2 separate regions of the Gasterosteus aculeatus genome follow, and region 2 is linked to region 1. The links are chromatin contacts, called in public Hi-C maps. All regions are on one chromosome and are shown on one strand. The core of a region is the stretch at or near the end of the contact, and the rest is flanking DNA. Distances in the headings are between cores, read along the strand shown. Region 1 holds the start of fzd8a (frizzled class receptor 8a). Region 2 has its middle 21 kb from the start of LOC120812113.

Region 1 (5,473 bases), core at 2,252-4,751:
TAACCAACAAATATCCAATATTATGAATGCTGATTAAATAATCAGCGCTGGTTCTTCTCTCTCCTCTTCTGGGCTTTCTGTGGTAGAAAATGTCTTTCTCTGGTTCTTCATCTTTTTATTTCAGTCGTTTCTCTTATTATCGGCTCTTCTCATGAAGCCTCCTGAATCTCACATGAATATCAATGATATGATTGTCGTCTCGATAACATAAGCCATGTCTCTAGCCTTGCAAAAGTACATTCTGCAGATGATCCAATCCAGTTTTAATGGTGTTATATGACAATATAAGAATGCGCATTTTCATTTAGTGTTAGTTTCATCTGAAGAACTCCAAATCACCAAATGTGGAGATACCGGTTTGCTTTGACGGTTTGATGGTTTTCTTTCTTTGAACAGTGACAAATAATGAGATTTGAGTAAATATTAATTTAGTCTGCAATAATAAATTATTACATGTAATCAATACATGAAGTGCTGAAAAAAACAAATGGGAATTAATAACCTGCATCCCAAAAGTTATAATTGATTGCTGATTAATGGTTAACTAAGCTACTAGTTACAAGTTATGAACCTCGTAGAAAAGGTCTTATTTTAAAATAGCACCACTTTTAGTTTGGTGCTGTGCGTAGTGAAGTTAAATTCCCCAAGCCGCCAGTGAAGCTGCTTTGTGCTGCTTAAGACTTAATTGTCTTGGTTTTGTAGTTCTTACTCTACATGCAAAGACACACACACGCAGGTCCTCCCTGGTCTCACAGACAGGGACTGCAGCTGTAAGGAAGGATTTACGGGGGTCGCCTGTCCTCCCAGCAGTAGGCTGATTGGAGGGGCTGGCTGTGTTTGTTAAGGTAATGGGCTCTAGGTGAGCTAATTCACAGGGTACACGCTCCACGCTCTGTCACCTCAGGACAACCACGCTAGGAAAAGGAGGCTGCCGGTGGGGGCTGGGTCTAGCAACTGGAGTGGGGTTCCAACTCTCCCCAAAACCCCCCTCAGCCTTGCTCCGTCTCCTCCAGCTCCACCTGAAAGTGATTACCAGGCCAGCCGTGAGCAAACAAGGCCCATATGGAGTGTCTATAGTGGAGCCGAGGCTGGGAGCCCTCCTCCACTCCTTTGGAGAGGAGAGGGCCTGAGCAAACACAGCTAATGAAGTCTTAACAAGCGGCCCCGGGTTAGCGCGAGCCCGCTAAATGCCACCGAGGCTCTTGGAATTGTGTCCAGCAGACTGGCTAAATCTCCTCGAGGCTTTCCTTAACAAGATAATGTTGTATTGTATTGGCCTATCTCGGTCTCGCCGTCTCGGAGGTAAGTCCTGGATCTGGCAGGCAGTCACACTCGATGGGGCGTCCCTTTTCTTCAGTTGGGAGCACTTGATTCTCGACGGACAGAATGGGGCTATAATTCGAACATTAACTTTGGATCTCAACGTGATTGTGGGTTTCATTCATTGGTCACAGAGTGTTTCCTTAAGGCTTTGGTCTGAGGGGGTGAGGGTACTTTCTCACAGCGTGCAGCTATCAGTTGCAAACAGGAGACGAGTGGATTTCCTCGTCGTGAATCACTACTGCAAAGAACCTCTCTGCCCTCGTCGTGGCTCTCCCACACTTTGACCATCTTACCCTCACTCCCTTCTTATTATGTGTTCTTTCTCACCCATCCCAAACGCCAGGGGTTTGTTATTTAAGGAAAATATCAAACAATCCCGCCTCTGCACAAACAGGCCCTTGCTCCAACTATGCAGCTCTGGCTAAAGCCAAACTCTTGTCCCCTAATCAAAAGCAAACAACCATTAACGAAGCTCCTAGCTTGTTATCTCAGAGCGGCGAATCACTTAATCAATCTTGGTTCACCTGATGTCCGGCACGCTATGGGGTTATTGCCTTTGCTCTGTGGGTCGAGGATGGATAAAAGACTTGGCTCCGCTCCCAACTCAATACAAGGAAAGTTAAATACCAGGACACAATGTTGCATTTTGCTTGGATGGGAAACAGAGGAAGTTGCCTGCACTGTGAGACCAAACACTGGCCTCCTAGCGCCTAAACTCTGTAAGTGAGTGCGTGCATGGTAGAGGACAAAATGCCTATTCAAAAACGCACCCCTCTTGTTTGTGGAGTGAATATCGGGTTTCGGACAGATGTGCCTATCACATGGTTGGCTTTCCTCGTGCCTCGTTTTCCCTGCAGCTGCATGGCTTTGCGTCCTTGGACAGCTCGTTATAATAACAATAAGCATTCTCACAGCAAAAAATATTGTTCATTGAGCATTTTAAGAATGAAAAAAATGACTTTCCTCATGTCGCAGAAAGATAATTGTGTCATTTAAGGTCCCCCTCTGGGGTCAAATAATGAGCATTATTTTTATACATGCTCCTCGTTTTCAGCATTTTATCATTTTTGACGAGGGTCATAATTATTAAGGTTATTAAGTTTAATATTTCAATTAGAACTCAAGAACACTCGTATTTACACTAGTGGAGTAAATGAAATAATCGACAGCACATAAGAATACCTTGAGAATATTACAAACACACTTTGCAGCAAATGTCTGTAGAGAAGATCCACATCACACATAACATTTGTTTTTTCAACCACAATGAGACTTGAAATAACCGCCGACGTCGCCAGACACGCGGAGCGTACCCGCTCATTTCAGAGTTGTGACGCCGTCTCGGCGCGCTCTGCCGACCGGGCTTCGCCTCGCGCAATTACCCCTCCCGTGGAGCTCCGTGTGAGCGTTAAACGAAACATTAGCACCTCATTTAAAAAATAAAACAGGCCTCTCACAAGGACAGACAGCTCCCTGGGTAGTCTTATCATGCGCAAATTAGCCAATTTACCACCCCCCCCCCCTCTCTCTCTCTCTCTCTCTCTCTCTCTCTCTCTCTCTCTCGCTCGCTCGCTCGCTCACACACACACTATAATTTGCAGATAGACACATTGTCGGTCTGCCAATGTTGTCACACTGAGGACGGAAGTTACCAGACTGAACACACCGTTCATTCGCTGAGCAACATTATGAGCAGGTTCCTTTCAACAGCTCACCTGTCTTTATATTATTATGATGTTACAAATTACTCTTTTGCCATTTGAAATATGTTTGGGGGGAGAATTCATTACAGGGTTATTACAGTTAATTGAAGAGCAGCCATGCCTCTGAGATTTACGTATTATCATGATAGCGCTGACTGTAATCTGCATTTTTGTGAAAATGTGGCACTTTCGAAAGTTGAAATAGTTGTTTTGGTGTCGACGTGTGGTTGTTCAGCCGGTGACCACGCGATGCTCCCTCGTTTTCTACACACCCTCCTCACACCGTCCCGCATCCCACAGGCAGACACGCTGTCAAACCACAGCGTGATCGGGATGCATCTACTACATCTTTTTCAGGGAGAAACACTTGATAGTCTGCTGGGAAGCATCACGCCCCCTTCCGCTCTGTGATTGGAGGAGCGGCTCTGGGGGTGTGGCTTGTGATGCCTCGGGTATATATCGGCACCGCTTCGTCTCCCAGCCGATGATTTGTATGGGAACACGGACCAAAGTGGGACGAGCCTACTGGATGTAGTCGCTGTGTTTTGGCAGAAAGAAACCAGGCCCACCTTCCCCCGTTTACAGCGATCGGACGGCAGCAGCACGTGGGGTGTTCTAAATAACAGAGGATACTGAAAGCAGTTTGCAGAGGAAGGTGGATTCTCCTCTCAGCCATCTTGACTGCTCGCCGCCCTGAGGGCTGTTTTCTCCCCTCCTCCTCCTCCTCCTCCTCCTCCTCCTCAGCTGAAAGTAAACACGGCTTGCACATTGCTTGGAAGTCCATGCAGGTCCCCGGGAGAAACGAGATGGGCTCGCTGCGCAACATCTAACCGGACTCGAAGCGAAAGCAGACGGCGGAGAGGGTTTATTGGCACCAGAGCAGAAGAAGGGGGGGACACGACGAGCCGGAGGGATGGACCTGTTTGGGGTTTACCTGCTCCTCTCGCTCGCTCTCCTGCCCCGATCCAGCTGCACCACGGCCAAGGAGATCACCTGCCAGGAGATCGCCGTGCCCCTGTGTAAGGGGATCGGCTACAACTACACCTACATGCCCAACCAGTTCAACCACGACACGCAGGACGAGGCTGGACTGGAGGTGCACCAGTTCTGGCCTCTTGTCGAGATCCAGTGTTCGCCGGACCTGAAGTTCTTCCTGTGCAGCATGTACACCCCGATCTGCCTGGATGACTATAAAAAACCTCTGCCGCCGTGCCGGAGCGTGTGCGAGAGAGCCCGGGCGGGCTGCGCGCCCCTCATGAGGCAGTACGGCTTCCCCTGGCCGGACCGCATGAAGTGCGACCTGCTGCCGGTGCAGGGCAACCCCGACACCCTGTGCATGGACTATAACAGGACCGACTCCACCACGGTGTCCCCCGTCCACCCCAAACCCACCAACCACCCCGCGAAGGGTTACAACCCCCCTAAAAATAAGCCGAGCCGACCGGGCGCGCCTGGGAAATACAAGCCGCCCACCACCCCGTGTGAGCCGGGGTGCAAGTGCTTGGAGCCCATGGTGCAGGTGAACGCGGACCGTCACCCGCTCTACAACCGAGTCAAAACAGGACAGGTCACCAACTGTGCCATGCCGTGCCACAACCCGTACTTTACGCACGACGAGAGAGCGTTCACCGCCTTCTGGATAGGGCTCTGGTCCGTGTTGTGCTTCGTGTCAACTTTCGCCACCGTGGCCACTTTCCTCATCGACATGGAGCGCTTCAAGTATCCGGAGCGACCCATCATCTTCCTCTCGGCCTGTTACATGTTCGTGTCGGTCGGTTACATCGTTCGACTCATCGCCGGGCACGAGAAAGTGGCGTGCCACCGGGAGTTCGATCTGGAGCACATCCACTACGAGACCACCGGCCCCGCGCTCTGCACCGTGGTCTTCCTCCTCATTTACTTCTTCGGCATGGCCAGCTCCATCTGGTGGGTCATCCTGTCTCTGACCTGGTTCCTCGCGGCCGGGATGAAGTGGGGCAACGAGGCGATCGCCAGCTACTCCCAGTACTTCCACCTGGCCGCGTGGCTCATCCCCAGCATGAAGTCCATCGCGGTGCTGGCGCTGAGCTCCGTGGACGGGGACTCCGTGGCTGGCATCTGCTACGTGGGGAACCAGAACCTGGACAACTTGCGGGGCTTCGTCCTGGCCCCTCTGGTGATTTATTTGTTCATAGGCACTATGTTCCTCCTGGCCGGGTTCGTGTCCCTGTTCAGGATCCGCAGCGTCATCAAGCAAGGCGGCACTAAGACGGACAAGCTGGAGAAGCTGATGATTCGGATCGGGATCTTCACGGTGCTCTACACGGTGCCCGCCACCATCATAGTCGCGTGCTACTTTTACGAGCAGCACAACCGGCAGAGCTGGGAGATCACGCACAACTGCTCCAACTGCCTGCTGGAGCGCGACCGCAGCAGCCCGGACTACGCTGTTTTCATGTTAAAGTACT
Region 2 (5,597 bases), core at 1,791-4,290, 97 kb before region 1:
ACACTTTCAAAGAGTCACGTCCTGAGAAAGATTCTAAGACAAAAACACAGACCACTCTGTGACCAGTACTAACCCGAGACCTGTCAATCACAGCGTAACCACTGCTTTATCCATTTATCCAATTCTAAATGAGAACATTTTTTACTGAATGACCATCATAGTGTATTGACAGAATACTTGAAACTAGGGATGTTTCCGGAGGACAATTTTTACTGAGGTAAAGAAGTGAGAAGTAGAGTAATTTTCTCATCGACATCGACAATCAGGCGTCTTTTTTTCCCATTAGAGGTGTTGCCCCCTGATGGCCATTAGAGAGAATGCAAGTTGGAGGCACTGGTGCTTTAGCTTCACTGGTCCCAGCAACACACTTTGAACGTTAGCTTACAAATTCTTGTATTTACGAGATGAAAGTTCATGGAAAATTGTCAACTATAACATGTGACATAGTGTGCACCATCGAAAGTCAACAGTAACCCATAGTGATACCAAACTGAAAACTGTGTGTTAATTGTGGAGGGATGAAAAAAAAAACAATCCACGTAGATTGTTGTCGGAGCCTTTTGGTTAATTTGTTATTTGCTCATTCAGTGCTGACATGGAAGTCGGTGAGGTGGACGGAATGAAACAAGGACTGGCGTATGTGTGTTTGTTTTTTCAATCCAGTCTAAAGACCTGAGTCGAGATGGCAGAGATTTGGCAGATAAATTTATCTATTACGCTCCATCTACCCTTTTTTGCTCTTTTACTCTGCGTCATTGCAGGTGATGTAAACTTTTCCCCGATTGACAAAGTTTGGCATGCACCTGGATGTGAGTGTATGGTGACTGTATGCTTTGCTTGTCAGGGTAGATGCCATGATTTCATTATGTTTGGCACTATATAATAAACACATCATTAAAAACACATGATTCTTTATAACTATGACCGTTTACTTAATAGACCTAAGGATTAACCTGAATTGGCTTTATGAGACACAACAAAAGATTATTTGTGTTGAAGCCTCATGAGCATTGTTGTGATCAATTGATCTGTCTGCTTCAGTTTATGAATTCTTGAAGGGTTTTTGACAGTACATTAATATGTTCGGTTGAGGCGATTTAGGTGCAGGTGTAAATAGCTTCCACAAAAGAATCTACACAGCTGCATTGCATTATGGTATGTCAATGCAAGGCTGCCTATGAATTATGACAACAGCAAACGTGCATTGTGGATTGTCACTATACTACTTCACTTCCAGACAGAATATCTCAACTACTACAAATCTACAGGATGAATTAGAACAAAATTCAGTCCAGAATTTCATGCTTACAAAATTGTAATTTCTGGATATCCCACAAAATTATGAACCATGAATTAGCAAAAACCGACAGTGGAAAGTTGGAGAGGTCACAAAAACCCACAGAAATTGAGTAACAAGCTTTTTAAAGATGTGATCGAAGCTATATAAGTTACAGTTTCAGACAAAGAAGAATAATGCGTTGAGAAAAACGTGCAGTTTCTAACTGGCCTTCGTTTAAAACAGTGTTACTATACTTGTGTGCAATGCTAATTCTTTTACTGTTTATAATTAACTGTATCTTTAAGATGCCAGCTGGTAGTCTAATACGACAAAATTATTACAGCGGGAATCTTTTACTGTAAATGCGTCTGTCTGACCTGCTTTCCAAACGAGAGGTCCTTGGGGGAGGATCTTTCCTACAAGATATCAAGTTGCATCCTCTTTTCCTCCGATCCATGCCCCAGCTGTCTGTCTGACAAACATCCTCCATTAATTGTCTTTTCCCTTTCATACACAATGTTGTCTAGACTGCAGTTAGTTATGGATAATGACAGGAGCTCACCTGGACCCCATGGCCTCGCAGTTGGTCGTTCGTTTCTCAGGTTGCAGCTCGGTCGGATTGCACTTTGAGCTGTGAGGCTGATGCAGGATCATGATGAATACACACATTTCTAGAGTTTGTTCACTGCGAAAGGAAATAAATGATTGCAATTTTACCTAAGCAAATGAAGAAAAGTGGTGGGAAATGCTGGCGCTAACAATGTCTAGATTTCTTTCAGCACACAGCGAGGCTCGGAGACCAGCGCAGGTTTGTGCATCACCTGCATAAAGATGGGAAACCCATGTTTTGTTTTCTTTACTGATTGCAACAGTTGTAGCAAGACGAATTCCCACAGAGAGCAGGAAGTATGGCGAGCGTCAGGTCTCCGTCTGGAGCCCCAAACTGGTGGAAAAACAGATCACAGACAGCTTTCTCACACGTTGTTGCGCACTAGATAATTGCAACTGCATTGACGGTTCAATTAGCAGTTTGTACCACTGGCAGTCATATTGGCCTGCAAGTATGAGTCAACAATATGGAAATTGTGTGATTACGGAGTCGTGAATCATCCGGAACGGTGCCTGCAATTATTCCTGAGGAAAATATGCAAGAACTTGGCCGCGGCCTCCTGCCACTCCTGCTGTCCTGCATGACCAAGACGTCAGCGCCTCCGGAGGAAAACTGGGCCTTTAATTGCAGGCAGGTCTGTGTTTACTTAGTGACACCGGGCGCCGTTGAACCATGTGTTTATTTTCTAATTGATGGTGACTTTAGAGGGGAATAAATCTTCCTTGTGCCGCCACGTAACCAAAAAAAAGAAAGTTAAAAGGTAAATGCTTCTTGTGGAAAAATAAACCTTTTTATTTTTGTGGCTGTGTCTTTGAAGAGCGAATGCATTAGGTTGTTTTGCAAACGCATTAGCGAGTAGTTGTTTCCCTCTCTTTTTCAAAATGTAACATATCCACCCTCAACCGGGGCTTCTCAAAATGATGAATCTTGGCTCCACACTCGCCTCATCATACGCTAAAAAACTCTGATGGCCTGTAATGTAGAGTCAGAGGCAGAGAACGATTTCTGTTACCATGAGGACAACTCTATCGCCAGTCCTGTGTCTGCTGCAGAGGACTCGCGGGACGCGCTCGCAGTGTGAACTGCTCCCAGGAGTATGTGGAATAGCCGAGAGGGGAAATGTAATATCTCAATGACGAGGAGAGCCTGCCAATTACAGTCAGCTCGGCACAGAGAAGCAGGATCAGACACATTGAAAACGGATGCGTTTGCAGACTCCCCAGAGAAGGCTCTCCATCAGGCGAGCTGCCAGTCCATTCCAATGGAAATATGAGCAGCAATGTGGGAATCCAAACAATATCGGAATTGTGAGCGATAACAGCGAGCTAAAGAATATATCTAAACAGGAGTATCTACGGCGATGTTGTTTTAAGATTACATGTACACTCAGGCCTGGGATTCCCCCCTCCGTTCTCTTTGGCACTTTGGTTGCACTCGTACAATGTTTGGATTGCTCTGCAGAGTATTTCTTCTACCAACACAAACGGACTGACCCATGGGCTCGACATTCCTCGCGCAGCAGATAAACGGCTTAACGTGAGACAAGCTAAACAAACTTTGCACAACTTGAAAATAATGACGATTTCCAGTTTTTGAGTTGATTTTTTCTGTTGCCTGTATTGCACTCTTTGGGGCGAGTCAATAACTGTTGAGGACTTTCTTCAGCAGGAGAAGTTAACAGATGAATAAAACCACTGAATGCCTATTGAAGTCAGTGATTTTAAGTTGATTATTAAGACAATGATGATACTTCCATATCCAACATAGTTACATAGAACAAACTACATAGAACATGTCCTGGGTTTCAATTTGCTGTCAATTTGCAATTTGCAACCCCCAGGAGCTAACCGAGTTATCGCCACACAACTGTGCACAGAGCACAGCCTGTTATATGCAGCTCAAACTGTATTTCCGAGATCCTTGCTCAATCACCACTAATTAACTCCTCCATGCCAAATAGAGGAGCGCAGAGCATAACAGTTCTAACTGGCTCGCACTAGAGTAAACAAGACCCCGGCGGGAATGAGGTCTCATCTTGTCTGGCTTGCCAGCCCATTTTAATAAATCGATGCGCTAATCATCGGCCGCGCACCGAGCGCCCCGGCCGCGCTTCCAGTCCCTCTCCTTTTGAGGTTAATTTAATTAGGTTCCAAATGCTGAAAAGCCTCTGACATGCCCTCAGAAGTGCATGGCGTAATTGATTTTCTTTTTCTCTTTTCTCTCTCCCTGATATTCTCTTCTTTTTAGGTGGAAACGATGTACGGGGTGAAGGGAGTTTAATGACAAAAAACAGTCAACAAAGAGCCAATTTCTGTGGCTTAGGGGGAAGTTTAGTTTATGATACAGCTACGGTGCAATGAAGGAAGAATAATCCTTAACAATTGAGTTGAAATATTACAATAACACTTTCCTTCTCCATTGATTTGGGGGTTTTTACCCAATTTGGCATTGCATTGTTAAAAAAGAAAGAGCTTACAGTGTCCGTCGATTGTGACACTTTGTTTATACAGTGTCAAAATAGCTCCATACGAAATGTAATTGACCCTTTGCAGCTGTTTAAATGGAAACATCGCCTTTCCACCATAAAAACCTATAGTTGGGGTTTCAAAATATCAGAATATCTCGTTTAAAGTGTTTCTCAGCCACGTTGCTGCTTTTCATTATCGTCTTGAGTTCTGTGAAAATAATAATTCTTATGTAATCATTGCATGTTTGCTTGAATTTTGAAAAAAACAGTGGCTGCCAGAACTTTGCATTAGGGGCATTGTTTTATACTGAAATTGCATTTAGTTGTCACTGTTTGTATTCAAAAAGAGGCCAATGTCTTTAGAAATGATTACTATGGGGATCTATCTAGATGCCTCTCTTTAAAAACAAAATATCAGCAATGCTCCTGTTTTTGTCTAAGCGGAATGTGTAAGTATTGTTGTTTGATTAAGGTTTCCATCTGCGTATACAAGGGATTGGTTTACCATTAAATAAATGCATTAATCCGTTTAAAAAATGAACAGTTAAAACTCATAAATATATTGTTTGTTTAACCCTTGTATGGTGTTCAGGTCTGTGGGACCCGTTTTCATTTATAAAAAACAACTCAAACTCAGACTCATCGGCCTTCACTCATTTTCTGCGAAGAACATATATCGCATCACATTTTCATCCACAAATCACCGTAACCCCCCTAAACATTTCATGGTGTTTGGGTCTTTGGGACTAATAAAATTGGTGAAACTGTCGGTCCTGTGTACCTTTATTCTTACAAGTCTACACTAGGAAACCTGATATAACAACGTCATCTCCAAAACCTGTTCGGAAAAATGTATACGAAATATTTGACATAGTAATTCGTAACAATACATACGTACTGGCGGTGGTTAACCACGCCCCTTGAGTGAACAACATGGCGGACCATGTAGGATTCTTGAGTGAACGTCTCTCCGCCATGTTGGATTTTTTGAGGGGGTTAGGGTTATTATTGTATTCTTACAATTTAACATTGATTTCTCGTTAAAAATGCAATCATAACACGTTTATTTTACATCGTTAGTCTTCACAAAGTGTGTTTACGGGGCGCAGGTCCCCATTCACTTTGAATAGGGTGACGTCATCAGTTGCCAGTCCGTATTTATTTAGTATGTATCACTACGAATTTGTATCTTCAAGATTTTCATATACATTTTTTCGAACAGGTTTTGGAGATCAGGCTGG

What was found. Hi-C and Micro-C count contacts between places; a contact is called where the count stands out from the background.
Region 2: a Hi-C map of skeletal muscle shows a contact between it and region 1, with 7 times the contacts expected there. The contact joins the enhancer-like site here to the promoter of fzd8a in region 1. A contact is called at or near these places in 4 of 6 Hi-C or Micro-C datasets (skeletal muscle, tail fin and whole body).

Annotation. Positions count from the first base shown.
Region 1 is chr21:9,206,379-9,211,851 of fGasAcu3.hap1.1, reverse strand. It overlaps fzd8a (frizzled class receptor 8a), which reads left to right and starts at 3,501. Exons shown (of 1, transcript XM_040167733.2): 1 at 3,501-5,473. The coding sequence starts at 3,940.
Region 2 is chr21:9,303,069-9,308,665 of fGasAcu3.hap1.1, reverse strand. No RefSeq gene overlaps it. Among protein-coding and RNA genes, the nearest start is that of LOC120812113, 21 kb to the right of the region's middle. Within about 2 kb of position 3,040, at least 1 of the 9 cell types and tissues checked has open chromatin away from gene starts, as enhancers often do.